Linked DNA regions of Mus musculus: regions 1, 2, 3 and 5 are each linked to region 4. The links are chromatin contacts, called in public HiChIP or PLAC-seq and promoter capture Hi-C maps. All regions are on one chromosome and are shown on one strand. Each heading gives the region's core, a stretch centred on a gene start, on an enhancer-like site or on the middle of the called end of the contact. The rest is flanking DNA. Distances are from core to core; before and after follow the strand shown. Region 1 holds the start of Tmem120a (transmembrane protein 120A). Region 2 holds the start of Pdgfa (platelet derived growth factor, alpha). Region 3 holds the start of Rasa4 (RAS p21 protein activator 4). Region 4 holds the start of Nyap1 (neuronal tyrosine-phosphorylated phosphoinositide 3-kinase adaptor 1). Region 5 holds the start of Lrwd1 (leucine-rich repeats and WD repeat domain containing 1).

Region 1 (6,007 bases), core at 274-2,773, 2.0 Mb before region 4:
CGACCTTCCTAACACTGCAACCCTTTAATACAGTCCTCATGCTGTGCTGACCCACCCAACCACAAAATTGTTTTCATTGCTATTTCCTATCTGTAATTCTGCTATTTAGGTGATCCCTGTGAAAAGGTAATCCAATCTCCCTGAAGGGGTGGTGACCCACAGGCTGAGAACTGCTGCTCTCAAAGGGGCTGCCTAAACTCACCCCTTCCTTTCTCAGATCCTCCTACCTACCCAGCCTGAAAGAATGGAAATCAGGGATAGCCATGCTGCCTTCTACCCTGGCATTCCTGACGTTTCATCTCAGGTTAAAGGTCGTCAGGCTTCCCGCCCTAAGGCCAGTCCCTCCCATCCACTCCCCTCCTGCAAGCACCTTTGGTCCAAAGCTTCCCCAAGTACTTTGCCCTGGTGGGTGAGCCTTGCAAGTTGCAGCCTAAACGAAGGGCAAGGGGCAGTGTGGGGAAATCAAGGCAGGGGCTGAGGTCATCGTGGTGATGGCAAAACTGGGAGACATGGAGCTGTGTAGGTCTCTAGGGAGAGTTCTAGTGCCAGCGTTCTGGGGAAACCTGGACACATGAGGCTAGGCAACAGTCCAATAGAGGCAAAGGTCTAACCTAGTCTCCTATTGGCCAGGCTCCACTATTTAGGTCTGTTTCTCATGCCAAAATAAGCTGCCGCATCCTCCTCAAACTCTAGCATGTGCCACCTCTGCCCAGTGACAGCCTTCCAGGAAGCATTGGTTTCCTTCTCTCTGGTATGGAGACAGAGTGGCCACAAACAACACCATCCTGGGATGGGAGGTTTTCCAGTGGTCGCTCTACCAATCCAGGAGGTCCTGGTACAGTCTGCCCCGCCCACCTCTCCCTACAAGAAAGAGCCACATGTACTGGGCCTCTTCTTGTCCCTAGGTGGGCGCTGTCCCTCCGTCTCAGATGGCTGAGATTTCCCCAACCAGGCCCGAATTTTACCTAAACTTGCTTCCCTGCGGCGTTCAGCAGAGTTAGCCAAGGGCGGGGAAGGCGTTGTCCGGCTGCAAGTTTGCAGGGTAATTGACCCAAAAGGCTGGGCCCCGTTGGGTTCTGCCTCGGGTGACTGCTCTTTAGGAAGGGGACTGGGTCCCAGATCGGGTAGCAGTGCAGGGGGAGGGGCAACAGAAGAGTCCTGATCAGTTTTCAAGGCCTTTGCACAAAGTCGAGATATCCCGGCACAGAGGGATCCCGCCCAGGCACGCCGGGGACGCGCGGGCAATCCGGGCTCCCATCAGACATTTAAGAAGAAAAGTAGGGGAGAGTCTCGACCCCTGACCCCTCCGAGCTGCCTTATGTGTGACCTAGTACTGCCTGACCCTTGTCCCCGAGACAGAGACGTGGCTCGGGGCTTGGATGGCCGCAGGGACGCTCACCTGGATACCTTGGAAGTCCTGCTGCAGATCCTCCCAGTTGCGCAGGCAGTCGCCCAGCGGGTCCGGGGGCGGGGACTGCATGTCTTTGTCCACGCCACTGGCCGCGGAGAGCCGCGAGTGGGGAGGACGGAGCTGCAACCCCGGCCGGCCGGAGAAGCCTCCGCCACCGCCCCCGTCCGCTTCCGGGCTCGCGCCGCCGTGACTGCCAACGGGAAAAGGCCCGGCGTAATCTGCGCGTGAGCCCCGCCCCTAGGAGCAGCCAATCAGAGCCAGGGACGAGAGCTGGGCGGGGACATGGGCCCGCAGGGCGTCTCCTCGAATTGAGACCAGAGCTGGGCGGCCAGCATTTTTACCCGAGAAGTCTGCTTCCTCGGACCACTCACAAACCAAGGAGACACGTGCTTCTAACACTTTGAAATTTTTAGATAGTGTCTCACTATGTAGCTCAGCCTGGTCTGGAACCAAGAAATACCCCTGCCTCTGACTCGCCGCGTGCAGAGATTAGAAGCGTGAGCCACCTCATACTCTTCATACACTTTTGTCCTTGAGAAGCTGCGCCTCTCTAGGGACAGCCTTCGTCTCTCAGCTTTTACAGATACTCCTTTCCTGGCCCTGAGTCCTCCAAGCTCTCCTCCGTCCTTAACTTTTAGGCTGCCTCTCCTAAACTTCCTACCGTGTCACTTCCGAAGCCTTACCAGTGCGGTTCAAGTTACAGACTCGGTACAGAACTTGCCCAGCATGCTGGAAGCTCAGAGGGCAATTCACCCAAGCACCACACAAAACATCAGATGCAGTGCGGGGCAGTAGTTAAAGGCAGCGCACGCCTTTAATCCCAGTACTTGGAAGGCATAGGCAGGTGGATCTCTGAGTTCGAGGCCAGCCTGGTCTACAGAGTGAGTTCCAGGACAGCCAAGGCTACACATAGAAACCCTGGCGGGGGGATGGGGGTGGGGTGGGGGGTGGGCCGGGGGGGATCAGATGCAGAGGCGCATGCCAGTGATGCAAACATTTGGAAGGTGCAGACGGAAGAATCAGAAGTTCCTGGTCACCCTCGCCAAGGACACGCACTCACTCTACCTACCACCCACATCACACCCTACATTCTTCATCAGTCCCCTTGTAAGCGCCTCCACCCGGACTTGTTCTGAGTCTGAGGAAGAGCTTTTGGGACTTGTGGCCCATGAGGGGGCGCAGCAGGTAAGAGTGCCTGTGGCCAAGTCTGGTGACTTCAGTTTGATCCCAGGACCCACGTTGTGAAAATAGAGAATCGGTTTCAGCAACGTGTTCTCTGACGTCCACACAGGTACCATGGCACGCCTAGACATCTAGAATAAAGCTGGAGAGAAGCTCGGCTTACGAGCACTGGCTGCTCTTACAGAGGACCTGGCTTCAATGCCTAGGTCTACATAGTAGTTCACAACCATCTGTCACTCCAGTCCCTGGCGATCCAATACCCATCTCTGGCCTTCACTGGTACCAGGCCCACATATGTGGTGCATAGACATATATGCAGGCAAAAAAAGAAGTGCATGCAAGCAAGGCACAGTGCATAATTTTAAATATGGTGTAACAAAAACATGGAAGATTTTGTGGAATTTGGGGGGTTTGGGGATGTGGCTTAGTTGGCGAATGCCTACTTGCAGGAAGGCTTGGGTTTGCTTCCTAGTACCACAAGCTTGGTGTGGTTGTACAGGCCTGTATTCCTAGCAATTGGAAGAAAGAGACAGGAGATTCAGAAGTTCAAGGTCATCCTCAGCTACAAGACTCTGTCTCAAGAGAAAAGGAAAAGAAAAGAAAAACTAAACCTGGGAGTGTGTGGTGGGAGTGCCAGAGCATCTCCTTCACAGTGAGCTGGGGACAGAGTCTGTACACAGGGACTCAGAGGCGGTGGGTGGGCAGAGCTCTGGCTCTGGGAATGTGGCAAAGACCCCCGTTTTAGGGCCTCTGAAGTTTGGAGCATCCCTAAGGCTGGGTGGGAGGACCTGCACCCTGGGATAGACACGGTGACAGCTAGTCACAACACAAAGCATAGCAGGACTGGCAACATAAGCATCGCTGAGCACCCCTCCCCACCTCCCACCCCCTCACATGGGTAACCTCCAGAGTGAAGGTCCTCAGAGTGCGCCACAGCTGCGCCAGGACTGCAGTAGGCTCGATGCAGCTCGCCTCCGGGTATGGAGGTGCCTGAGGAGCCAGAAGGAAAAGGGGTTCTGCTCTGCTGAGTGGCCAGGGCCTGAGAAGGCCAGTCATAGTGGAACACATGGAATCCCAGCACTCAGATAAGAGGCAAGAAAGCGGCAGGGCTGAGGGTGGCCAAAGGTACATAATAAGGTAGAGAGATGGCCCAGTGGTTCAGAGCACTGGCCGCTTTTCCAGAGGATCCAGGTTTGGTTCCCAGCAAACACCGGCGGCTCACAACCATCTGTAACTCCAGTTCCAAGTGATGCAATGCCCCTTTCTGACATCTGTATGTCTGTATGGTGATACATAACCAGAGATGCAGGCAAGACATCTATATACATAAAACAAGTAAATCTAAAATAAACTCTAAAGGTGTACAAAATGGATTAGAAGAGACCCAGAGCAGGGCTAGGTGTGTGGTTCAGTTGGTGGAGTGCCTGACCAGCACGCAGGAAGCCCTGGCTCCATCCCCAGCACCAGATAAACCAAGTAGTGGTATACACTATAGTCTCAGCACTGGAGAGCTGGGAGCAGAAGAGTGGGTTTAAATCCTTTCAGCTACAGAGTTTGAGGCCGTGCCAGTCTATAAGAAACCTTATCTCAAAAAACAAAAGGCTAAGCCCGAAGCTCAATGATAGAGGGCGGGCTTGCCTAACATGCAAAGCTCTCAGTCAGTGGCTGGCAACCTGTGGACCCTGACACCTTTAGGGGTTAAATGATCTTTTCGCAGGGGTCTTCTGACACCATCAGAAAACACAGATATTTATATTACAATTCATAATGGTAGGAAAATTAGTTATGAAGTAGCAGCGAAATAATTTTGTGTTTGGGGGTCACTGTTGGGACCAACTCTGCTTCAATGTTAACTGCCTTGTCAGCCATAAGTGCTTACTTACAAAGTCTTGGCCTTAGTGGAAAAGTACTAGCTTAGTTGAGACCTCTGTGGGAAAGAACTAGCCCAGTGGAGAACAAACAGCGGTAGATCTTAAAGTCAGGCAGAACAAATAGCTATAGATTTTAGTGGACAGGTACCTAGCAACCTGTTCTGTTCTTTCTGTACCCAGCCAATATCCTGCTTTTGGGAACAGGTGCATTCCCCCAGAAACAAAGTGACTCTACGTCATCCCCCTCCCCATATCATGCTTCTATTTGGGTATGAAACCTTCCTGGAAAAAATAAAATCTGTCAGCTTGATCAGATTTTGACTTGCTGTCCGTTCTTTGCGTTTCTTGTTTCCCCATTCTCTTCCAGGTGATTCCCCAGTCCTCATTCACCGTCCTGCGGCTCAGGACAGGTCACCACATGAGAAACTGTATTAAAGGGTCGCAGTGTTAGGAAGGTTGAGAACCACTGCTCTAGCTTCAATCCTCAGTATTGGAGAAAAACAACAACAACAGAACCAGCCTTAAGATGCAGATATGAACCTCCAGGCAGCAAAGGTCTTCTCCAGGACCACTCCAAGTGCAAACCCAGCTCCCCAGTCCCCCAAAGTCCCAACCAAGACTCCTCAGTGACCATAGCTGCGTTCCAGGCAAAGGTCAGTAGATAGGCTCGGAGATGTCTGTGAGATATTCCCCATGGAGGACTTTCTCCCACTCCAGCAGCTGAGCCACGAAGGCCCGATTCGGACGCATGTTGGTTTTGCATTTCTTCACTTGGGCCCAGGACCTCTGTGAATGCAGAGATAAAGAAGGCTTAAGGACAGGTGTTGGGACGCTTCCATACCAGATCACAGCCAGCTCAGGGGGACAGGAGACACCTACCCAGAAGCCCACATGATGGCTTAAGACTAGATGCAGACGCAGGGGCTAGGGTAGGAGTTCATTTGGTAGTGTGCTTTCGGAGCAAGCATGGGGAGCCAAGTCCAGTCCCCAGGACCCATAGACAAAAGCTGGCTGTGGTCACACTTATAATCCTAGTGCTGGGGAAGTAGAGGCAGGGGGATTCCTGGGGCTCACTGGCCTACTTGCCTAGCTTAATTGTGGAGTTCTAGACCATGTCTTGAAAAGAAAAGAAAAGAAAAGAAAAGAAAAGAAGAGAAGAGAAGAGGAAAGAAAAGAAGAGGAAAGACAAGAAAAGAAAAGAAGAGAAAAGAAAAGAAGAGGAAAGAGGGGGGGGGAGGGGGAAAGGGGAGGAAGGGCAGGAAGAGGAGAAGAGAAGAGAGGAGAAGGTGGGGCCCCAGGCCTGATGATCTGAGTTTCACTCTAGTGATGCCTATGATGCAAGAAGAGGACTGACTCTGCATGTGTGAATACATACACAAACGTGAACACACGCACAGACACACACATTCAAAGGAACAGAGGGGAAAAATAATTTAAGCATGGACAGAATAGCAGCCTGGCTGAAGTCATCAGGGCAGGGAGCCCTGGACACAGGCTGGGCCATGGCTGAGCTCCTCAGCTTTGACTCTGTCTTCCATGGCTC
Region 2 (5,720 bases), core at 173-2,672, 1.3 Mb after region 4:
ACACTGTTCCTATCTGTCTGACCTTGATAAAAATACCCCAACAATGCCTTGACATGTTCAGACAAAAATCACCCGCGCTCTGGCCTCCCCAGGGTGTCTGGGGGCAGCCAGGGGCCCGAAGAGTTTCTGGTTTAATAGCTAAATCCACATGTAGAAACAGAGAGGGTCGAAATGCGTCACGCATCCACGACTGGAGTCACAGCAGCCTCAACACTTTAATCTAGCCGAAGGGTTCAATTTCACTCCGGGAATCCTGAGCTGAGCCCGCAGGGGAGAGGGTCTTCCCTCTCCCCCCACCCCACCCCCTACAAGCACGCGCGCCGGGTCGCCCCACCCGGCTCAGGCCCAGTCACGGCCCTAGCGCCGACTAGGACGCCCAAATCCATCGGGGCTTAGAGAGGCTGCAGGGAACGCAAGGGGTTAAATATCCACCTCGCGCCTCTCCGGTCCCTGCCCAGACCACCCCCACCGTTCAGCCTCCCCCACTCTCCGTCCCGGTTTTTAAAAGGGAGTCAGGGTCGCTGGAGGACTCAACCACGAAGTTCCCACGACAGGGGCTGTGGAAAGTCATTCATCACGGCAAAGCTCCCGGGGAATGGGGGTGGGGGGGAGGGTGGCGGTGGGAGGGCGCGGGCGCCTGGCCCGGCCCCAGCTGCCTCGTTCAGCCACCTGTAAGCAGGCCTGGGCGGGCGGAGACTGCTCCAGCCCTGCGTCGGACTGGGTTTGGGGACCGAGAACTGGGGACTGCGGCTGGGCGCTGCCCACCCTTCCCAGTCCCAGGCTACGGCCGCACCCTCCTCTACCTGCTTACTGCCCGCCCTAGTCCCCTCCCAGAGCACGGTCAGTTTACACACACCCCCTTTCCCGCTTCCCGCACCCCGTTACTGCATTGTCCGCTGCGTTTGGGCTGCCCCTTCTGGAAAGGCACCCACAGCCCCCCGAAGTTTCTACCCACGGGTTCACCTCGCGGCTCCCCCGTCCCCCTCCAAGGCGGAGCGACGCAACGCGCTGGAAACTCACCAGACACACTTGGGCATGGCAGAAAATAGAACCCAGTTGGGATTAAAAAAAAAATTACACCACCCTGACAAAACCAAAATGCTCTTTGCAGAGCTTGAAACAGGTAGCCGAGAGGGGCGTGCGCCGAGGGAGCCGAGAGGGGACAGAGGCGCGGGGGTGGCACCCACCTCGGCCAGGGCATGGGCGAGGTATCCGCAGCCGAGGAGCAGCAGGCAAGCCCAGGTCCTCATCGCGTCCCGAGGCGCTGGAAGCTCGGCAGGGAGGCGAGGCCGCGGGGCGGGCGCTCCAGCCGGGCTCCTGTGGCGGCGAAATTCAGTACCATCCCTCAGGGAGCGCGGCCCGGAGGAGGGTGGCGCGGAGAGCAGGGAGCCTGCGGAGCGCGCTCGGCGCGAGCAGCGAGTGCAAAGCCAGCGAGGAGGAGGAGGAGGAACAGAGTCGCTCCGGGAGCCTCCTGGGCCGCCGGGTAGGGGGTGGGGACGGAAGGGGCGGAGGGCGGGGGCTGGGCTTCTTCCTTGGTGCGTTCCCCGTGCTGGCCGCCGCCGCGCTCGCTCCCCGTCGCTGGCTTTAGGAGCGACCCGGCCGGTAAATCCGCATATTTGCTGCCGTCAGCCCCGGGAGGGGACCGCGGAGCGTGGCTGCAGCTCCCGCCGCACCACCGATCACCTGTCTGGACTCTCGGCCCGGTACCAGCTACCGCCTCGCCTCTCCCTGAGGGCTCCGGGCAGTCCGGAGAGCCTGTCCCCGGGCCTTCCTCTCGCCGCTGCCGCCCCGGGCCGGGCACGGCGCGGCCCAGCACGGCGCGGCCCGGCGGCCTGCGTGCGCCCCTCCGCGGCGCGCCCTCGGCTACGGCGCGGCGCTCCGCCCTCCGCCCGCCGGGGCCGGGCAGCTCCCGCGGCCGCGCCGCCTGGCAGCAGCCTACCCGCCCGGGGCCTCGCTACGCCGCCCGCGCGGGCCGGAGGGCGGGCGGAGGGCCGAGCTGGCGCCGCTGCCGCCGCAGCAGCAGCCGCGGGAAGACCAGAGGAGGAGGTGGAGAAGAAGGCGCAGGCAGGCCGGGCTCCAGGAGTTGAGCGGGCTCCGCAGGACGCGCGTGTGGAGCCGGCCGGCGACAGGGAGGGGGTTATAGCGCCGCCACCGCGCCCCTCCCCCTCCCCCGCCCCCCGCCTCCCCCGGATTCCGGGCCCGGGACCCGCACCTCGGAAGCGCTCAGGGGTCTCGCGGGCCAGATCGGGCCCGGCCGCCACCGCCACTGCAGTGGCCACACACGCGCTCACGCAGGCAGCTACATCCATCCAAGCTCGGCGCCCGCGGCTCGGAGCCCACAGGCGCCCGGGCTCCCGGAGCGCCCCTCCCTCGAGCTTGCCCACCCTTCAGTGCCAGCTGCAATCCTGCGGCACCGGGCGGGGAGGGGAGGAGGCCGCTGCAGAAGCACGGCCGTCTCTGGCTCGCCTCTCTCTCGGGCCCCAGCGGCAGTAAAGGGCAGCGCCCAGAGCTGCTGCGCCAAAAAGGGCATGAGAGTCGGCTTGGCCCCCGCCCGGCGCTCGGGCCGCTTCCCACTGTAAGGATCCAGTGCTCCAGCCTTCCCCTCTCCATAAAAGGAGGGGGAGTGAGTCTTTGCGGAGAGGCGGGGCGGGTTTAGGGGCGCGTCTAGGGCACTCACCTGACGGCTGCCACGCGCCCGCGCCCCAGAGCCAAAGCCTGGGACACCTGATTGAGGAACTTGCACTCTTGTGTGGAGGTGGAAGCGAGGCTAGGGTCGGGGAGGAGGCTGCCTCCTGCCTCATCGCCACCTTGACACCCTGCACCCTCCAGATCCTTAGCCCCTGGCCGAAGGCCTAGCCGAACCCTGAATGGGGAGCTGGAGGGATAGAAGGAAAGATAGAAAAGAAGCGGCTGGTGAGGAACTCCTGGGTTCTACCTTGGGATCCAAGGCAGCGCAGAGCGCCACCTCCGGCCAAGGCACAGTACAGACGGGTGGCGGGGAAGGCACATGCGGACAGAAGTCTGATCAGGGCTGGACGGTTCTCCCATTGAGAGAGATGGATTCCTGGTGGGATGTGACCCGACGGCAAGGCCAGTCCTGTCAGCTCCTTAACTCGGGTTAGAGGATTGTGGACCTTTCAAATCCCAAAGTTAGCCTCCTAGGGCTCTGGAGACTATGGAGGGCTCCAAGGGTAGGGATGCAACTGGATACAGCCTGTCCAGTTCACTCCCTTTCATGTGAATTAACCCGTGCACCCAGCCCGGGTCCAATCCCCCACCAATCTTCTTTGTCCCCAGACAAAGGCGCAGCCGGGCAGGAGCCTTTCATCCCCAGCTTCCCGGGTTCCTGCATTTCAAAGGCTGAGCTGGAAGGGCCCAACACGGGCGGCTCACCTAGCTCCAAATACCTGGTGGGCGTGGGGGGAGGGGGTAGCTGAAGATCTTTGGAGCCCAAATCTACAGACTTCCTTAGGCCTGTAGGCCCCATCACCACGCCCCAGCCCTAACACCTCGGGATGCTCAGGAGATAAGAGGACACCCTCTCTTGGCCTAAAGAGGGAGTATGGAAAACGTTGAGAAGCGCCCCACCTCGAGGTCTTCGAAAGCCCAGGCCTTGTCCGTACTGGTGAAACTTTATGCTGCTCTGAAGAGGATGACTTCTGGTGGCGACTGCCAGGACCACTCTAGACCTGAGTCGAGTTCCTCACCGTTTTATCCCGATTGTTCTGCGCGGCCTGTCCCGCCAAGCCCTCGGCCTTCTCACAGGCAGAGAGCACCAAAGGACACCTTTTTGCGGTTCGACGACCCGGTGTGACGGTGGATGTGAGAATCCAGGAAGAAGATCCGGTTGCATTGCTGGGATGCCGCGCCTGTCCGGCCACCACCTCCGCATGGAGGCTGCGGGTTCCTGGGGACCCCACCTAGTTCGGTGCTTCTCTCTCCCTTTACTCTCTTGGCGCAGCAGGGACGCCCAGCTGGAAATCAAAGCCGGGCGGGAGGGATTCTGAAGACGCTAGGGGACATCAGGGACCAGAATGAGGCTAGGCCTGGATTCATCGCCCGGGACGCGGGAGCCACGGGGAGCTGGGCGCAGGCACTGCTCTAATCGCCGACCGCTATTAAAAATAAAACCGCGACCCGTCGTCATAGCGACCGCAACAACAGCGGCCGCGCGAGGGTGGTAAGAGCTTGTGCAGCCCGGCGCCAGCCGCCTGAGGGGACTGGGGCACGGGCCCTAAAGCTTACAAGGTACTCTGGTGTGAGACAACGACCCCTACCCCCACCCCCACAGCCGACCCCCGACCCCCACTGTTCCTCCTGGTTCTCGCTAGACTCTTGGTCTCTGAAAACTGGAACTGGCTAAGTCATGAGGTCAAGAGCCTAAAGGACCCGCCGGCTCAAACTACCCCCCACCCCCACCCTATGCCTCGGCTTCCCTTGGGACCCGTGACAGTCCTCATTTTAGCCTCTGGAGAAGGGGTTGAGTGAGGGGGTGAGGTTCAGGTGTCAGGCCTCCAAAGAACACCAAGAGACCAAGCCGAGCTGGAGGGGTTGCATGCGCTCGAGGCCACCGCACCTGTCCCGCCCGCGCCTCCGTGATCCTTTCTGGTGGGAGAGATCACGTGCTTCCTTCTGGCTGGGATTCGAGTTTCACTTCCAGCCGCTATTAGGCGGTTCACTCGGTTCACTGCAAACATTTGATAATGAGGCTAAATATACTTTAGAGTCGGAGGAGGTGTGGGCGGCTGCTGCCCTAGCCTGTAGGTGCGTCGCTCCAGGCTCCATGGGGCATCCCCGCCCCAGCAGCTGAGAACAATCCCCCAAGTCGGATTCGAGAGAAAGACCCGCACCCACCCATTCCCCCCAAAATCCAGTCCTAACTAGGAGCATCTTAGGGACTGTGGGCGCCTGAGGTCAGCTGGAGGGTCCCTGGAGGAAGTAGGCGGTAAGCAGCCGGGAGCTTAGAAAGGTGGGGAGAGGAACCAGACAGTGCACCTGGCGGTGACCAGAGATGTCCGGTCGCCCCCAGAACAGATGCTTCCGTCCTGTCTCCAGTGCCCCCGGCACAGTGCGACATATCCTCCCGCCCATAATTAAAGTGTCAAGTGTTTCAAATAGCTCAAGAGAGGGAGTGCGCAGCTGGGGTGACCAGGTAGCATCTAACCCTTGTTGGTACCCTCTCAACCCAAGACCCAGACTTTACAGAGAAGCTTTGAAAGGAGGGAGACCATCCAATTTGCTCATCATTTTAAACGTAAAGCACACCTTTTCACCAAAGACTCATCCACCTAGCTAGTGCCCTTCAACTGCTTGGAACTCAATTATCCGTGCTCAATTATTGCAGCCATTGTTACTCATCAGCTGCAAGGACCGATACTGAGCTCTGATACCGATGCCGGTCTTTTGCCCTGTAAAATAATTTCAAACAGCCACCCTGAGGCAAAGGGACTTAGACCCCCTTCCCAATGATAGAGCAAGGTGAGACTGGGTCCCAGGCACTGAGTGCCTCATCCCCTGGGAGATCCAAGAATATGGAGTGGCCCAGGTTGCTTTTGTATTAGGCAAGTGTGTGAAGGCAATATAAATGGGTAGCTCCAGGACTGCACACCGCACCACTTGCCACACCCCCCTGGAAGGTCTCCCTGCTCTTTGCTGCTTAACTTTGGTCTTGTGTGCTCTGTCCCTGGCTTGCCCTGAATTCCGTTCCTTTATCTGGAAAA
Region 3 (5,843 bases), core at 3,205-5,704, 1.7 Mb before region 4:
CCAATGGGTACATACACGGGTTTTGGGGATCCATACTCTGAGCTTCACACTTATATGGCAAGAGTTGTAAGCACTGAGCCATCTCCTCAGCCCTCCTGCCTCAGCATCCTGAGTAGCTAGGATGACGGTCCTGAGTTGCCATATTGTTTAGAAGTTAGTGATGCCAACAGTTAAAACTTGGGGACACGTACAAATCATAGCCCTTTCCCAGCATGCATGCCTCCCCGTTCTTCCAGACCTGGGTGAAATGTCACTCCTTATTTGAAAGTTCCCTGGCCTGGGCGCCTTCCTCCACATTCCTCGTTCATTTCTCCAACGTTGCTCTCTCTTATTTACATCCACCCTCCAGGTGAGCTTTGAGCAGCAGGAACTTTGGCTTTGGTGGGCTACATTGGGTAAAGAAGGTCTCTGCCAGGGTAGGAACTATGGCTGGCTTGACATAGATCCCCTAAGGACCAGCTCGTGATTGGCCAATCCAAGTACTCAATGAACAGGGGCTGGGCCTGGAGAATGAAACAGGAGAACCCAATGTTCAGTGTTGTGGCCGTTAGCATCGCAACATGAACGGTTCGACTGATATGGCTACTCGAGCTGTAAGAGAGGAATCTAGACGGGGCGAAAGAAGAAACGGAGCTAAGACAAATTCATTCTGATCAAAGCTCAAATTTTATTGTTGCGACACTAGTTATGAAGGAAGGGGTAGGGGACCCGATTCCCCCCAATAATCTCTGATCCAGTAGAAAGGTGAGCACGTGTGTGGCTCCGTAGGTTCCAGCAGTGGGCGTGGCAGAACGAATGAGCAGGAAGCTCCACCCCTGAGCAAGCAGGTTTCAGGCTGGGGGAGGGGAGACTACAGTTCAGAGACAACCTGGGCTAACAAAGCCCAATCAAGACTATTGTAGATGACTTAGCAAGACCATGTCTCAGAACAAAAAGGGCAGACGGAGCAGCTCAGTGGCAGAGCACCTGCCTAGTGTCCCCCATGAGGGGCTGGGGGCGTGGCTCAGTGGTAGAGCCCCTGCCTAGAATCCTCCAGAGAGGGGCTGGGGGCGTGGCTCAGTGGTAGAGCCCCTGCATAGAGTCCTCCAATTAGGGGCTGGGGGCATGGTTCAGTGGTAGAGCCCCTGCCAGGAATCGCCCAGGGAGGGGCTGGGGGTGTGGCTCAGTGGTAGAGTGTTTTTGTAGTGTGTGAAGCCCTGGGTTCTAACCCCAATATTGCTAAGTAAGTAAATAGCGTAAAAGATGGAGTGGATAGATGGTTGGATGGATGGATGGAAGAGGAAGATCAGAAGTGAGTAAGTAGTTGGGCTGAGCGACAAAGGAGTCCTCTCTGTAGCCTACTACTGACATAGGAAGTAGACTGAGCACCCAAGGGCCAAAGCTCAGCTTTCCTCCAGGATTCACTCTGCGATCCATTCCTCTCCGAGAGATCAGTTTCAAGAAGCTTGCTGAGAGATTGCCCTGCACCCCACCCACCCCAGATTCTGGGTTGACAGTGCTGTTCTGAGATGGTTACGTCCCACCCTATGGGTACTGGGAACCAAACCCAGTCCTCTGTAAGGGCAAAAAATGCTCTTAACTGCTGAGCCATCTCAGCCCTGACCTCGAGTGTTTGACGTGCAGTGTAGAGATACTCAAGTTCCTTCAAGGAGAGCCTGTGAGATGGCCCAGTGGAGAAAGGTGCCAGCAAGCCTAATGAGCTCACTCCTCAGGACTCCACAGAGTGGGAAGAGAAACGACTCCCAAGAGCTGCCATTTAACTTCCATACATGTGTAATGCCACACACATGCACATGCGCACAAAATGGATAACCGGAATGAAAATTGAACTTTATTTTATTTAAATTTTTTCACTGGATGCTGTAGCCTGTCAGGGAACTCCCTGCCTTTCCAGGGGCCTGCTGCCTTCTCCACCCCACACAGGTCTGACCACTGTCCCTGGCTTTCATACCCCATGAGGGACACAGAGTATAGCAGCATCTTGTTCAGCATGGTGAGGAAGGGTCTGTTGTCAGTGTTCACAGTGATGTACCTGCACCACGCTGCTCCTGGCTGTGATCTAGATTTTACTTTTCTGTTCTTTCTGGGCCTGGAATCCGCACTACCAAGCGCTTGGCCACTGGCTGCATCCCTGCCCTCTCACTGGTCTATTGTAGGCAAGTTCCCCGCCACTGAGCCAAACTCTTGGCCCTTTTCTTCCTTTTTATTTTGACAGTATCTCCCTATGCTGCTCAGGTTGGCTTTGAACTTACAATCCTCCTTCTAAGGAGGTGGAATTAAAGGCCTATCTCACCTTTTCCTAACCCCCACCCTTGGCTTAGCCTAGCTTTTTACAGCATTTTATTCTCTCTCTCTCCCTCTCTCCCTCTTTCTCTCTCCCTCTCTCCCCCCCCATCTTCCTCCCCTCCCCCTACCCACCTACCTAACTGTGAGTTTTTATGCATCCCCATGGGATGCCGATTGGATTCCTCTTTGGCTAATAATACAGGAAACACTCACTTTGCCATATTTAAAACCAGGTATGGTGGTGCACACATGTAATTCTGACCACTTGGAAAGTAAAGGGGGACCATAAGTTCAAAGCTTGCTTGCCTTGAGCTCCAGGACAGGACAGGCTACACACAGAGACCCTCTTCCCCAGACAAGCCATCAGTGGACAGGAAGATCACGAACTGCTCCACCAAGTCACTTCTCAGTGATCTTATAATCTTTTTTTTTTAAGATCTATTTATTATATTATATGTAAGTACACTGTAGCTGTCTTCAGACACACCACAAGAGGGCATCAGATCTCATTATGGATGGTTGTGAGCCATCATGTGGTTGCTGGGATTTGAACTCATGACCTTCAGAAGAGCAGTTGGTGCTCTTAACCACTGAGCCATCTCTCCAGCCCGATCTTATAGTCTTTAAGTAACATACAAACAATAATTCCTTGGGGGTACTTTTGGCTATTTTATTTTAGTAGAGAGTGAGATCCCCATCAGAGACTAACAAAGCTTGGTGTTTTTGCCGAGGACCAGAGTTTGGTTCCAAGCACCTACAGTAGGTGGCTCCAATTTCAGGGGGAATCTGATACCCTCTTCTGGCCTCCAGAGGTACTGCATATGTGCACATAGCATAATAAAATCTGGTGGAGTGGTGCTGATGACGCACCCCTTAATTCCCAGCACTTGGAGAGGCAGAGGCGAGGGGAATCTCTGTGAGTTTGAAGTCAGCCTGGTTTATAGAGTTCCAGGACAGTCAGGGTTACTCAAAGAAACCCTGTGTCAAAAAAAAAAAAAAATCTGTATGTATGTCTGTATCCCCAATGGAATCTTATTTTGGGGTAAAGAAGAATAAAATGATGTCACTCGTAGCAGAATTTTTGACCAGGACACTCAAGGACCTAGGTTTGGTCACCAGTATGGGCAGCGATGGCGGGCTGGAATGCAGATCTAGGGCTAGGTAAGTATGGTTCACTTGCTAAACTGCTTTGCAAGCAGAAGAATCACTCGTTCCCAGGACTAATGGATAGCTGGGCATGGTGTTGAACTCTTGTAAAGAACTCCAGAAGTGGGCAAGATGGAGAAAGGTGGATCCTGGAGTCTCACTGGCCAGCCAGTCTAGACTACTGGGGAGGTTTCAAGCCAATGAGAGACCTTGTGTCTTACAAGGTGGGGCAGAGGAGATGGGTCAGTAGAAAGACTCCTGCCCAAGTCTGATAATCTGAATTTGATCCCTGGGACCCATTTGGTGAAAGTAAAGAAAAGATTCTTGCGGGTGTCCTCTGATTTCCACTTGGGACCACAACATGTAAGCCACACCCTAATCAATCAGCCAATAAAAAACAAAAATTTTAAAAAGGTAGCCAGAGCCTGGAGGTGGTGGTGCAGGCTTTTAATCCCAACACTTGGGAGGCAGAGACAAGTGAATCTTTGTATTCGAGCCCAGCCTGGTCTGTAGAGAGAGTTCTAGGACAGCTAGGGCTACACAGAAAAACCCTGTCTCAAAAATAAATAAATAAACAAATAAATAAATGGTGGACGGATCTTGAAGAATGAAATCGGAGGGTGATCTCTGGCCTCTACCTGCACACCTGAACACACACGAAACCACAATACAAACACGCCCCAAACAATCCTGTTTTCCAGATTTGATGTCCTCAAACTTTCCCAACTGCCTGAGTCTTCACATCTTTCCAGGTCTGTCACAGACAAGTTACTCCCAGCGTGCGGCCATTAATGGATTTGCAGCTATGCTGCACACCCAGGTCCCTCCGTGAGCCTGGGCTCTCTCTCTGAGAATCGAGAGCACCAGGAGGGATCCTGGTGGTGGAAGAATCTCCGGGTGCCAGCAGCTACACTTCGGGGCAGGCCCCGCCCGCCCTCCCTTCCAGGTGGCCAATGAGGGACGCAAGCCGCATAGGCCGCGCCCATTCTGGGCATCCAGGACGCTGATTGGTCCTTCCATGCAGTGTCTCCCCGCCCCCGCAGGAGGGGCGGGGAGGGGTGAATGGAGTAGCGGAGATCCCTCAGCCCCAGCGCTCCCCTCTCTGGCCTCCGCACCCGCCTGCCTGCAGCGCCACTCGCACTGTTCCCCCTCCTTACCCCGAGAGGGGACCCATGAGTCCGAACCCCTCCCCGCCAGGCCTCCACGTCGCCGACCCGCAATGGCCAAGCGCAGTTCGCTGTCCATCCGAATCGTAGAAGGGAAAAATCTGCCCGCCAAGGACATGTGAGTAGTGGGTACGGGTGGTGGCCACCCCAACTTTGATGGGATCCCCTTTTATATACTTGACCTTTGCGGGGGGTCCTTAGGGCTTCCCCACAAGGAGAGCAGCGGAGAGGATGTGGCGTGTACAGCCACGGAGGGGGACTGGCTACGAAAATGGGGACAGCGAGATTTGCTGTGAATACCTGACAGAGTGGAGGGGCAAGCTAGAGGCGGAGGGCTAGAGACAAGGGAGGGGCTTCTCCACCTGGGAACAGCAGGAAGCCAGGGCTCATAGGGGGGCAGGAGTTTTAAAAGACTGAAACTGGCACTGGGATGGCATCGCAAGAACTGCCCAGGGTGTGGCTGAAAGGGGCGGAGTGTCCCCCCCTCTCTCTGTAGTTTGGGAGTCCATAACAACCCCAAGAGTTGTCCGCCGGACTTGTTCGCTATTCGCTATTCATTTGGGCAAGGCATGCAGGTGTGAAAAGTGGGGGTGGGGGTGTAGGTCAAGGGGACAGGAGGGATGCATAGAGGCAGGATTTAGAGTCTCCCTTGACTTTGCCGGGCCTCTCCCTTTAATCGCTCCCTGCAAGGCATTTCTCCTCGGACCACTTTACAGATTAGAAAACCGATGCCGACAGACAGGAAATGTTAGCTGGTGGTGTCAAAGCAAGGTCGTGAATCTAGGGCTCCTAAAATGCATTACCGTCCTTCATAAAGCTTCCTCTAATCCATCGCCAGATTTGGGGAGCTTTCGGACACCCCTTTGTCACACTGTTTTTAGTGAGTTCCCGAGGTCAACTGCGTGACTCCTAGAACGTGTCTCGTGGCTTTCTTATGTCCTCATTTGCAAAGATTCAGTTTCCCTTTCTGGACCCAAGTGCTTGAAATCCTAGTGTCGGGGAGAAGCCACGATCATAAAACCGAAGAAAGGGCGGGGCAGAGGCCTAGGGTTCAAAGTGCGCTCCGGGTCCCGGTGGGTTTCCTGGCTACAGAGAACTGAGAATTGGGGAGGTGTGTGTGTGTGTGTGTGTGTGTGTGTGTGTGTGTGTGTGTTCATCTCTCCGGCGGGCAGGCGGGCTCTCCCAGCACTCTCAGTGCCAGGAGCGGTTCCAGTTCAAGGCCCCCTGGGCCTGAAGAGGCCAGCT
Region 4 (6,040 bases), core at 3,091-5,590:
TTCTGAGTTCGAGGCCAGCGTGGTCTACAGAGTGAGTTCCAGGACAGCCAGGACTCTACAGAGAAACCCTGTCTCAAAAAAAAAAAAAACCAAACAAACAAAAAACTTAGAAATACATCCCCAGCTTTTTTTTCCCGATATATATATATTTTTTCTCTTTCAAGACAGGGCTTCTAAGTTGCCTAGGGTGTCCTTTAACTGATTTGATAGTATAGGGGAATGATTCCTTTCTGATGTCTTGACCCAACTTCAAGGACATATTTGACTGTTGTTCATCCTTTCCACAACCTTCCACTCAGAGCCCACTACGTTTCTTTTCTTTAAGGCAATCCCCAGTCTTTTCTTTCTCTCTTTCGTCCTTCCTTCCTTCCTTCCTTCCTTCCTTCCTTTCTTTCTTCCTGTTTTGTTTGCTTGAGACAGGGTCTCACAATATAGCCTTGGCTACCCTAGAATTCCACACGTGGCTCAGGCTGGCCTTGAATTCACAGAGATCCTCCCCAGCTATATCCCCAGAGCATGGGATTAAAGTTGTGTACCACCATGGCCCAGGTTTTGTTGGTTTGTTTTCCTGTTTTGGTTTTTGTTTTGTTCTTCTTATTGTTCCTTTTGTTTTTAATTTAGAGTTTTTTTTTTTTTTTTTGGAGACTAGGACTCACCACATACCAGAAACTATAATCTTACGATTTCTACCTCAGCCTCCTACCAACTCCAGAGTCGGCAGTTCCTCCTCACCTTTGGGTCCTTTCTTACCAGCTGTTTTTTTTTTTTTTTTTTTTTTTTAGGGAGTGTCTCCTGCCCTTGAATGGTTCATCTGAGGTCCATCTAAAAGAAACCCCCTATTCCTTTTCAGAATGGAACCTTCCACTTCCTTGGCTCTTCCCTGAATGAACCCTCCCAGAGCCCCCCCTGGCCTGGAATGGATCCTGCCGCTGCCAGCTTCCTCTGAAGAGGGATGGGGAGCAGGGTGGATGGATGTCTCACCTGCTTTCTTACTTGGAGGTGTCTCTGCCCCTGGTCCTGCCATGCTGAGCTTGGTGCTGGGGTGTCTCCGGGGCTTAGCTGGGGGTCTCCGGGTGCTGCTGTCCTCCGTGAGCCCTCCCCCAGGCCCACCACCTACACTGTCCATGCTGCCCACCGAGTGGCAGGAGAGAGAGCGTGGGGCCATGGTGCTGCGGCAGGGGTGAGGGGTGTGTTCCTGGGACGCGGGCATCGTCATGAAACCCATCCTGAGGGATCGTCGAAGCGAGGCAATGTCTCGCACTCGAACCCCAGGCCCTGGGACAGCCCCAGGCCCCACCGGGCCTGTGGGGGCTGCTTCCTTACTGGAGCTAGGGAGAGAAGACAGGATGGGGCAGAAGTTAGAAGGCAAGCCTCTACCTTGTTGTCTTCCATCTCAGGAGGAGATAGCATCTTCAAGGGTAGGACAACTGTGCTTCCCCACTGAGGAGGAGAATAGGAGCCTGGGTTAGGGATATCTGAAGGTCTAAGGTTTGCAGGTAGATTCTTTGGATTTAAGAAGAGCAAGGCAATAGGTAGGGGTGAAGGACAGCATATGATATCAGAAATGGTGTGTGTGTGTGTGTGTGCGTGTGCGTGTGTGTGTGTGTGTGTGTCTGGTGCTGACTGACCACCTAACTAGTACACAGCCCGTTATGTGCAAAAAGATGCAATCCAGGCAACAGCCACCCGACAGACAAGCAGACACACCTGCCCCTGTGGCTCCTCGCCTGTGCTGGCCTCTGGCCTTTCTGTATGTCCAGCTACAGTGTACTATGGCCTCTGTCACACCACAGGCCTCTTCTCCCAGAGGCAGGGTGTGATGCCTGAATCATCAGAGCCTCTCTCTCTCTCTCTCTCTCTCTCTCTTCCTCTCTCTCTCTCTCTGCTGCCCTCTCTCTGTCAGCTTCCTCACCTCACTTGTATTCCCTTTTCTCTGTCCCCGAGTTCTCCTCTGGGTGAGTGAAGGGGGTGGCTGGCAGGGAAGCTGGGAGACGCCGCCGCTGTGGGGTGGGCTCTCATTAAGGCCCTGTCTACTAACCCTTTATTAGGGAGAGATCACTGTAGTGATCACTCTGATTAATCTAATTAACGGCAAGAATTAAACTCCACAGTTGTGAGGAGGGATGAAGAGGGCTGGGAGGTGCTTCTGACTCAGGCTCCAAGAAGCTGTATAGTCAAAAGGGAAAGGAGCCAGAGGAAGCAGCCTGGGTTCCTCAGAGGTCAGAAGAAAGGGCTGGTGGAGATGCAAGAATGAGGGTGGGCACGGGGTCTCCACCTGACTCTTCTGCAGTACTTAGCCTAAAAATCCTTACACACACACACACACACACACACACACATACACACACCTGTCATTTAGTCGTACCCTCCTTCCAACAGGACCCTGACTGGTAGGGGATTACATTGAGTGCTCTTTGAGGTCCCTAAAATGACCCTTTCTCTGGACCCCACGAGGATGGTAGGGCCTGCCTGCCCTTTCCAAGGTCAGGTGACAAGGGAAAGCCAGCAGCCAGTCTCAAAATAACAGAAAAAAAGAGAGTCAGGAAGGAGGGACTTGGGCCCTTTAGGCATGGGAGCAAGCCACTAAGGTTCTTTAAGCTGGAAGTCGTTCCCCTGGCTAAATCCTCTCCCAAGAAGCCAGGAACAGGGCTGGGACCAAGCAAGTGCATGTGCAGCCCATTCTATGCTGAATAGAAAATCTGGGGAAAAAAAAACTCTTTGATGACAAAGCTGGTGGGCCCCCGAGAAGGGCTGTGGCTAAGCAAAAGGGGGAGGTCTGGTGCAACAGGCGGTGGGTGGGACAGTCGGAGGGCCCAGCCTTACCTCCGTTTGGCCTCCTCTTCTTTGTGCTGTCTCCACTCCAGCTTGGTTTTTCGGTAGAGAAGGTTCATGTCGTGGGGCAAGAGGTGGGGGCTGAGGGGCCCTGCTTAATGCCACCAGGCCCGGGGGGCGGCCCTCCCTGGGTCCCGGATCCACTTGATAAAGGGAACAGGTGGAGAGAAAAAAGAAGATATGGTTGGGGAGGGAGGAATGAAAGAGAAAAAGGAGCAGAGACGTGATTTGGGTCTTCAGAAAAGGAAAACACAGGCACAGAATATCCCATACAGTTTAGGGAACCCCTCCCAGACAGGCAGCCATAGAAGTGTGTGTGTCCAGAATCACACACCCTGACAAAGGTGTTTGGAGCCACAGACACTGAGCGATCAGGTTGGCACAGATTCCCATTCTGTGTAAATATATCCCGAACCACCACAGACAGACAGACCTCACAAGCATACAGCAACTCTGTAGGGACACAGCATATTTAGACACACCACAGGCCACAGACATATCTACAAATAGGGACAGACATAAAGGGGCACAGGTAAACACAAACCCAGGAACAACACACACAGACATAAACACCCACAGACACACCCACTGATAGATACACACAGACCTCTAGCACACAAATCTGCTATGGAATTGGCCACACCTACAGACAAGTTGTGCTCAGGGCCTACTTGCGTACATTGCACCCAGCTTGGGGGGGGGGGGAGTTAGGCTTCCTACCCTCTTTTAGGCCCTGAGGCTTAGTGGGGGGTTCATCAGGGCAGGGTGGGGATGCTGAAGGAAGGATGGTGATACTGAGTTGGGCAACTGAAATCCCATCCATCCATCTACCTTCACTCTCCGGAGTCCCCGCTTTTCCAATCCTGGGCCTGGACCTCCGTCCACCTCTATTCCAGCTCCCTGGTCCCTCAGCAATGGTTTCTGCCTCCCTCCTCTTGCTGATAGCCCAAATCAATCTACCTTCTGTCTGCTCCAGGATTTGGGAGAACCCCCGGCTCCCCCCTAGTAGTCCCGCCCTTGAATCCCACCCTGGCGGGGGTCTCCAGTCTGGCCCCATAGCAACCTTCTGGGCTTCGGCCTCCATACCTGCGCTTTGCGTCCCTTCCCCCAAACACACTCTCTCCCTTTCGCCTTCAGCTTCACGTCTCCTCCCTGGAGCCCCTCCTCACAGCCGTCCTCCTCCTTCCCCAGTTTGTTCCAAACCTGGCCTGCTTTAACCCCCCCCCCCTTTTCCATCCAAGGGCCCCAGGTTCCCGGGGCACCCCCTCCTCTTCCCCTTGTCCTGCTACCCTGGGTGTCTCCGCCTCTCGCCCCGCCAATTCCTCCCTACCCGTAGTCCCCCCATCACCACCTCCCCGCATGAAGCCTCCCCAGTTTCTACATCACCGTACCTGGCCTGCCGGGCGCCGGCCCCCCCATGCCGGGCTCCGCCCGGAGCAGGAGGAGGGAGGAGGAGAGACAGAGAGAGACTGGGGGAGCCGAACTGGGCCCTGCCGCAGAGACAGCCCCGCCTCCGGGTCCGCCCCCAGACCCGCCCCCGGCCCCAAACCCACCCTTCCACACCCTCCAAGGGCAGAGCGGGAACGGCGGTGCGGCGCTGCACCAGGAGGTTAGGGTGGAGGGTGCAAGGACTGCGGAGCGTACAGGGGATCTTGAGAGGATGGTCTTGGGGTGTGGGAGTTCCGCTCCGCAGCTTTCGGGCGTCTGGTTCTCGCCGACCCGCGCCCCCTACTCAGCCGTGTTGTGCTGGGTTGGGTCTCCCAAGCCCTAAGCGGAGCGGGGTGCTCAGCGGCGCCCCCCAGCGGAAGCCTGGAGGTCGCACCCACCCGCGAACCCGGTGCGCCTTAGTGCTCCCGGGTGGGAGGCTGCGGCTGCGGCCCCTGGGTGCTACCAAGCGGTGAGGCGGGCAGAGGGACTCCGAGTCGCCTGCCTGGAGATCAGCGCATCTGCTCAGCAGGGGGCGTGCTCCCTTGGCTTAGTCCCCGCCGTGCCCCCACCCTGCCACCCCGCCCTAGGTGCGGGGAGGGCACGAGAATTGGCTGGCGGTGCTGGGCCTCCTCCCCTTGCAGCCTCCCAGGCGCCCGGACCTTGTTCCACCGTGTGGGGCTCAAAGTCTTCCGCGCGTCCGCCCCCGCGCTCCAAGTCATTCCTTACTAACCTTTGACTCCGTGGGCGCCGCCCGCCAGGATCTGAGCGCACCAGGTTGGCCCGTGCGGGAGACCACCAGGGGCACCACCTGGGAGTGGTTAGGGATGTGACCTCACCCCTCCCCTCTTTTGACCTTTTCTCATCAGAGCTCTGACAAATTCCTTACGTGGATAGCTTTGTGGTTGGGTAAATTAGCATCGAGAAGACCTCTGCTGTATCCGCCAAGGACTGGGGGGGGGGGGGGGGGGGGAGATATCCCCTGCAAAATATGCACATCCTAATCCCTGGTACCTGTGGACGCTTTTCAATGCGGCAAAATCTATGCAGGTGTGTTGTGTGGCCCCAAGCACATCCCACTGCTTGTCTGAGCCATGTCTCATTTCACACTTGCCTCGATTAACCTTACTGAGGCTTGACACGCTGCGGCACACACCTGTGATCCCAGCATTCCTCAGGTAGAATCAAGAGGCGCTTCAGTTCAAGGTCATCCTCTGCTACACAAGTTCAAAGCCGACCGTGGCCTACATGCGACTATAAATAAAGACCTTAGGAAGGAAGAGGGTTGTAAGCACTTTGTAAACCAGCAGCCTATATAGGGATCCAGTTTGGAGGAGTAAGGGTACGTGGGAAGCTTGTTTCCTGACTGCAGCTACTACAGCCATTTTTACTATGGCGAAAATATGACAGACAAGACGAGCAAGACTGTGGCTTTTTAAAAATTTTCAGACAAGGTTTCTCTGTGTAGCCCAGGCTGTCCTAGAACACACTCTGAAGACTAGGCTAGCCTACAACTCAGAGATCCTCCTGTCTCTGCCATCGGAGTACTGGGATTAAAGATGTGTGTCAGCCGGGTGTGGTGGCGCACGCCTTTAATCCCAGCATTTGGGAAGCAAGGCAGATTTCTGAGTTTAAGGCCAGCCTGGTCTACAGAGTGAGTTCCAGGACAGTCAGGGCTGCACAGAGAAACCCTGTCTCGAAAAAAAAAAAAAAAAGATGGTGTGTCATCCATCTACATCTGTCTCTGCGCCTCTGTCTCTTTGTCTGTCTCTGTCTGTCTCAA
Region 5 (5,196 bases), core at 705-3,204, 1.6 Mb before region 4:
GAGAGTACGGTAGGGACGTTTCAAGTTTGATGTTGGTCTGGGTTACAGAGCAAGACTCTTTGCCTCAAACAAGCAAAACAACAAAAACCCAAACGGAGTGGGTATGTAGCTCAGGGGGCAGACTGCCTGCTTAGCAAGCACAAAGCCCAGAGTTTGGTCCCCAGCACCGCATAACTGGGCTTTGTGGAACATGGTCAGAACTCAGGAGGTCAGAGGCAGGAGGAGCAGAAATTTAAGGCTATTTGCGGACCCACAGTTAATTTGAAACCAGCCTGTGCTACATCGGACCCAGTCTCAAAACAAAACGGAAACGGGGGGGGGGGGGGCGGGGGGGGGAATGGAGCCTGAGTCTGCCCCACAGAGTCCTGGTCCCTCTCACCGTCAGGAAGGGGTTGCCTTCCAGATTGAGCTCCTCAAGTTCTGGGAACTGGTGCAAGGCAGTGACATCCCCGAGCTGGTTGTTGGTACAGCGAAGGATGCGCAGATGGGACAGGCCCAGGTTAGCAGGCAGCGTCTCCAGCAAGTTGTTAGAGAGGTCAAGTTCCCTCAGCTTCTTCAGGCGCCCCAGGAGATTGGGATCCAAGTGCTCTGAGAGCAGCTGCAGCCCCGACAGACTGGGGTGAGGGCAGAGAGCAAGAGAGCTGAGGGAGCGGGCCAGACCCTCCCATTAATTACCCCATCTGTCCCAGAGGGATTTCCACCAACAAAGTTCTTGTGCAAGCATGAAGCTTGCTTTAGACTTGGCTAGCCTGAACTATGTAGACTAGGTTGGCCGCAAAACTCAAGAGATCCCATCCTACACAACTCATTGCGTAGTCCAGGAAAGCCTTGAACTTAACTCTCCTCCCCCTACCCACGTGCTGAGATGACAGGCATGTGCCACCCCTTGGGAGCTGTTCAGGTGTTGATAGGGATGGAACCCTAGGGATACTCAGGCTCTGTGCATGTCTAGTAAGCAATGTAGCAACTGAGCTATGCCAACTGTTCTAGCCTTCTCACTTCCTAACTTACCTTTCTATGTATTACAGAGTGTCTATGTATCTGTGTGTGGTGTGTGGATAGGAATGGGCACAATCAAAGCGTGATTAAGGGGGTCATGGTTTTAGGGAGCTGCTTTGCTCCACTGTCTGGGCCCAAGGGATTGAATTCAGGCTTGATGACAGACAGGCACCTTTATCTGCAGATCATTTCTGTGGCCCATCTTCCCTCCCTTAAAGAGTACTTTGTTGCCGGGCAGTGGTGGCACACGCACGCCTTTAATCCCAGCACTTGTGAGGCAGAGGCAGGTGGATTTCTGAGTTCGAAGCCAGCCTGGTCTACAGAGTGAGTTCCAGGACAGCCAGGGCTACACAGAGAAACCCTGTCTCAAAAACAAACAGGCAAGCAAACAAACAAAACAAAATGACTTTAGAGCCCAAGACTTCCAAGTTCCTTCTTGTTTTTACTAGTTCCTGCTAGCCCGTTCCGTGCTACACAGGATCCCTCAACATCCCTTAGTATCTCATCAGTCTTTCCACTCCGCGCAAGGCTAAGGGCGTTCGCTCCAAGTTTATCTGACGCCGGGCGTTGGCTGCCAATCTCCCACATCTCCGTTTGGCGCGAGATTCGACTGGGGCTCGAATCCCGGATAACAGAATAACCCGGGCAGGAGGAGGAGACGGAGGGGTCTGAGCCTTGCATTCCGCCCATCAAACCACCCTGGCGGGGAAGAACCCCACGCCCCGGATCCGCTTCAACCCCACATGCTCTTACTTCAAACTCTGAATCTTCCCCAGCTTATCCGTCTTGGGTCGCCCACGTTGCAGGAGCAGTTGCGGCGTGAGAGGAGCCATGGGTGGCCGAGGGCTCAACCGAACCCGCGCCTCCACGAAGTCCGGTCGCTAAGGCCCGCTGCCGGGGAGCCCAGGAGGTGGCGCACAACAAACCCTTTGCGAGTCCGTTGCGACCGGAAGGAAGTAGAACGCCAGCCTTACGCCCCACCTCCTGCTTCTGCGATGACTACAACTCCCAGCGGCCCCTGCGTCTCGCGCCTGCGCTCTTAACTGATCGGAGGACGCGATGGCGGCGGCGGCTGAAGTTTCTCTTTTGCAGGAGTGCGGCTGTAAGGGCATCCGGACCTGTCTTATCTGCGAGAGACAACGCCACAGGGACCCGCCCTGGCAGATCTGCCTTCAGGTACGGACTAGGAAAAGAGTCATAGCCAGAAAATCTATTCATCTTAATGGGAAACTAAGGCCCAGCTTGCCTGTAAAACAGCCAAGGACCAAAGCCTCGCGGTAGGTGAGTTGTTTGGAGCGCTTATATCTTCAATATTCACAAAACCCAAAAGGTGGACCAAGTGCCATCGGCTGATTAATGGAAGGGCGGGGAAATGCTGGTGCACGCCGAGATCTCTGCATTTGAAAGGCAGAGAGGCTGGAGAACGGACCTCAGCCGCCCAGCAGGTTTTAGGAGTTACCTTGGCAGTAGGGAAGCGGCTGTCACACATCATCTCTGTGACTTTGGGGGGTGAGGGGTGGGGGTGGGGGGCAGTGGTAAATAACTTGGACTGAACGGGTCTGGTTTTGAGTGAGCTTCCGGAGCACAAGGGAGACTGCATGGAAATGGTAGGGAGTGCTGAACACTAGGCCGCCTGTATTAGACAGGGAATGAGCGACTTAAGACAGCACAGGCAGCCGGGCAGTGGTGGCGCATGCCTTTAATCCCAGCACTCGGGAGACAAGAGGCAGGTGGAATTCCGAGTTCGAGGCCAGCCTGGTCTACAGAGTGAGTTCCAGGACAGCCAGGACTACACTACAGAGAAACCTGTCTCCAAAACAGGCTTTGATTTGGGGGAAATTTTTTTGGGAAAACAAACCTGTATGAATCAGCTTTACAGCCGGGCAGTGGTGGTGCATGCCATTAGACTTAGCACTTGGGATGCAGAGGCAGGCAGATCTCTGTGAGTCCCAGGCTAGCCTGATCTACATAGGGAGTTCCAGGAAAGCCCATCTTGAAAAACAAAAACAAATCTGTCTTACAAGATACTAATAGGATCAGGAGTCAGGTAGGCCAGGAAGAATGTTAAAATGTTTCCCTTCTAGCTCTCTGTTGACCAGGCTAACACCTTCCATCAAAATGGGCAATGGATGGATGAATGAATGAATGAATGAATGAAAAATAACTTCAGAGCATTTGTATGGCCCTGGCAGTGCTGTAGCAAGTTGCTGGGATGCATAGCCAGGGGAATGCTTGAGTAGAGGCCTGAGATAGGAGCTGTGGGTGGCTGAGGCGACAGACACTTAAAGAGATCAAAGGGGCCTGAGCCAAGTTTTTTGTTTTAGTTATTTTCTTTAGTTAGAGGCCCCAGGGCGCCCCCTCCATAAGCTAAGATTGCAAGCATATGTCACTATGTCTGGATCATGGCAGCATTCAGAGTGACCAAACACCCAAGTGTTTATTATATCAACTGGTGAACTGAAGAGTGGGCAGTGTTGGTGCTGGCTTGAGGGAGGTCAAAGATATCTACATAGCAAGTTTCAAACCAGACTAAATAAAAGCCTGTCTCGACAGGAAAGAAAGAGGCAAACCATAAACTAATAAGAGATTTTTAAAAATCTCGGATATCCATGCAGTAGATATAACCTTAGAAAGGAAGGAAATTCTGACGCGAGTTCCATATGGATTCACCTTGAAGATGTGCTGCTAAAAGAAGGAAGCCAGTCTCTAGCTGGAGGCGTGGTCTGGAGATAGTGCACCTGCCTAGCACCGCCCAGGCTGGAGAGATGGCTCTACACTTAAGAACACTGACTGCTTCGGGCGTGCTGGCGCAGGCCTTTAATCCCAGCACTCGGGAGGCAGAGGCAGGCGGATTTCTGAGTTCGAGGCCAGCCTGGTCTACAGAGTGAGTTCCAGGACAGCCAGGGCTACACAGAAAAACCCTGTCTCAGAAAAAAAAAACCAAAGACCTAAGTTTGCCTCCCAACACCCAAGTCACTGGCGCCCTCTTCTGGCCTTGGAGGGCACATGTGCATGCCACACACAGATTCAAACATAGAAAGAAAGAACTGCCCTAGTGAGGGGCTTGGGATGGACCTCTGTGGTAGAGTGCTTACCTAACATGCTAAGGCCTGGCTCATGTAGCCCAGGCTGGCCTTATTCACTATATAGTGAAAGATGACCATGAACTCTTAATGGTCCTGAAGACCAGGATTACAGACCTCTGCCGCCACACAGGTTTTTTTGCAGTGCTGGGGAAGGAACCCATGGCTTCATGCATGTCGGGCAGGCCTATACCATCTGAGCTACAGCCACAGATTTATGATGCCCTACATTTTATGTACATTGGTGTTTTGCCTGCATGTGTGTCTGTGTGAGGGTGTTGGATCTCCTGGAACTGAAGTTAATGGACAGTCGTGAGCTCTCCCGGTTGGTTGTCTGGAAGAGCGGCCAGTGCCTTTATTCGCCGAGCCTTCTCTCCAGCCCTAAGATGGCGTTTCTACTACTGCATCTCTTAGTCTCAGAGGAGGCAGGAGCAGGGCTGAGGAAGACACACATCTGTGGCTTCCAATAAGCATTGGCCAGCCCCTGGCCACCCAGACCACAGCCTTACGGTTAGCCCTGCTTCTCAGACTCCTGGTGCAGGCTCCTGTCCTTTATCTTTTTGCTCCTGAGGGGTCGGTGATAGTCACAGTGCCAAAGGAATAGTGCCCACATCCCCCAGCCTCAGGCCAGGTCCTCAGAGAAGAAAAACACAAATGAGAGAATGAGAATCCCATGCCCTGAGGCCTGAGGCCAGGTTCAGGCTGCATCGCCCCTGCGACTCCAGGCTCCTCTCCAAGTTGCTTTAGTTCCAAGAAGAGCATCGGAATCCCAGAGGCTCCTGGTGGGTCCCGGGCACATGTGGCTATTGTGGGTCTTTGCTGGTTCCAGGGCACTTCTGTTTGGGGTGTATGCGTGTACAGGTGTATGTGTATACAGGTAGAGGGCAGAGGATAACCCAGGTGCCCACCTTGGTGTTTTGAGAGAGTCTCACTGGCCTGGAATTTTCTAAGAGGCCAGGCTAGCTTGCCCTTGGTCTGACCTTTGCCTCCCTCCCCAGCTCTAGGATACAGGCATCCATGACCACACCCAGCTTATTACATTTGGGTTTTAGGGGATGGAGCTCAGATCTCTGTGCTTCTTGCAGGTTAAGCACGTCAGCAGCTCACCCACTCT

Evidence for each region. Promoter capture Hi-C pulls out the DNA fragments that hold promoters and counts their contacts. HiChIP or PLAC-seq counts read pairs in DNA pulled down with a chosen protein or histone mark.
Region 1: a promoter capture Hi-C map of liver shows a contact between it and region 4, with 2.9 times the contacts expected there. The contact joins the promoter of Tmem120a here to the promoter of Nyap1 in region 4. A contact is called at or near these places in 3 of 39 promoter capture datasets (liver and pre-B cells).
Region 2: a FOXA1 HiChIP or PLAC-seq map of pancreatic cancer cells shows a contact between it and region 4. The contact joins the promoter of Pdgfa here to the promoter of Nyap1 in region 4. A contact is called at or near these places in 2 of 39 promoter capture datasets (hippocampal neurons and liver) and 2 of 115 datasets of contacts at active chromatin or transcription factors (embryonic stem cells and pancreatic cancer cells).
Region 3: a contact with region 4 is called in a promoter capture Hi-C map of liver, with 2.5 times the contacts expected there. The contact joins the promoter of Rasa4 here to the promoter of Nyap1 in region 4. A contact is called at or near these places in 2 of 39 promoter capture datasets (liver and pre-B cells).
Region 5: a contact with region 4 is called in a promoter capture Hi-C map of pre-B cells, with 4 times the contacts expected there. The contact joins the promoter of Lrwd1 here to the promoter of Nyap1 in region 4. A contact is called at or near these places in 2 of 39 promoter capture datasets (liver and pre-B cells).

Annotation. Positions count from the first base shown.
Region 1 is chr5:135,742,649-135,748,655 of GRCm38.p6, forward strand. Tmem120a (transmembrane protein 120A) reads right to left here and starts at 1,524. Exons shown (of 12, transcript NM_172541.2): 1 at 1,400-1,524. The coding sequence starts at 1,480. It overlaps Styxl1 (serine/threonine/tyrosine interacting-like 1), which reads right to left. Exons shown (of 9, transcript NM_029659.4): 9 at 4,572-5,250. The coding sequence ends at 5,119.
Region 2 is chr5:138,993,522-138,999,241 of GRCm38.p6, forward strand. It overlaps Pdgfa (platelet derived growth factor, alpha), which reads right to left and starts at 1,423. Exons shown (of 6, transcript NM_008808.4): 1 at 1,188-1,423. The coding sequence starts at 1,250.
Region 3 is chr5:136,079,462-136,085,304 of GRCm38.p6, forward strand. It overlaps Rasa4 (RAS p21 protein activator 4), which reads left to right and starts at 4,455. Exons shown (of 21, transcript NM_133914.3): 1 at 4,455-4,716. The coding sequence starts at 4,652.
Region 4 is chr5:137,736,828-137,742,867 of GRCm38.p6, forward strand. It overlaps Nyap1 (neuronal tyrosine-phosphorylated phosphoinositide 3-kinase adaptor 1), which reads right to left and starts at 4,341. Exons shown (of 7, transcript NM_001347505.1): 1 at 4,224-4,341; 2 at 2,824-2,975; 3 at 982-1,328. The coding sequence starts at 2,891.
Region 5 is chr5:136,134,120-136,139,315 of GRCm38.p6, forward strand. It overlaps Lrwd1 (leucine-rich repeats and WD repeat domain containing 1), which reads right to left and starts at 1,955. Exons shown (of 15, transcript NM_027891.4): 1 at 1,753-1,955; 2 at 380-614. The coding sequence starts at 1,832. It overlaps Alkbh4 (alkB homolog 4, lysine demethylase), which reads left to right and starts at 2,026. Exons shown (of 3, transcript NM_001347492.1): 1 at 2,026-2,175. The coding sequence starts at 2,059.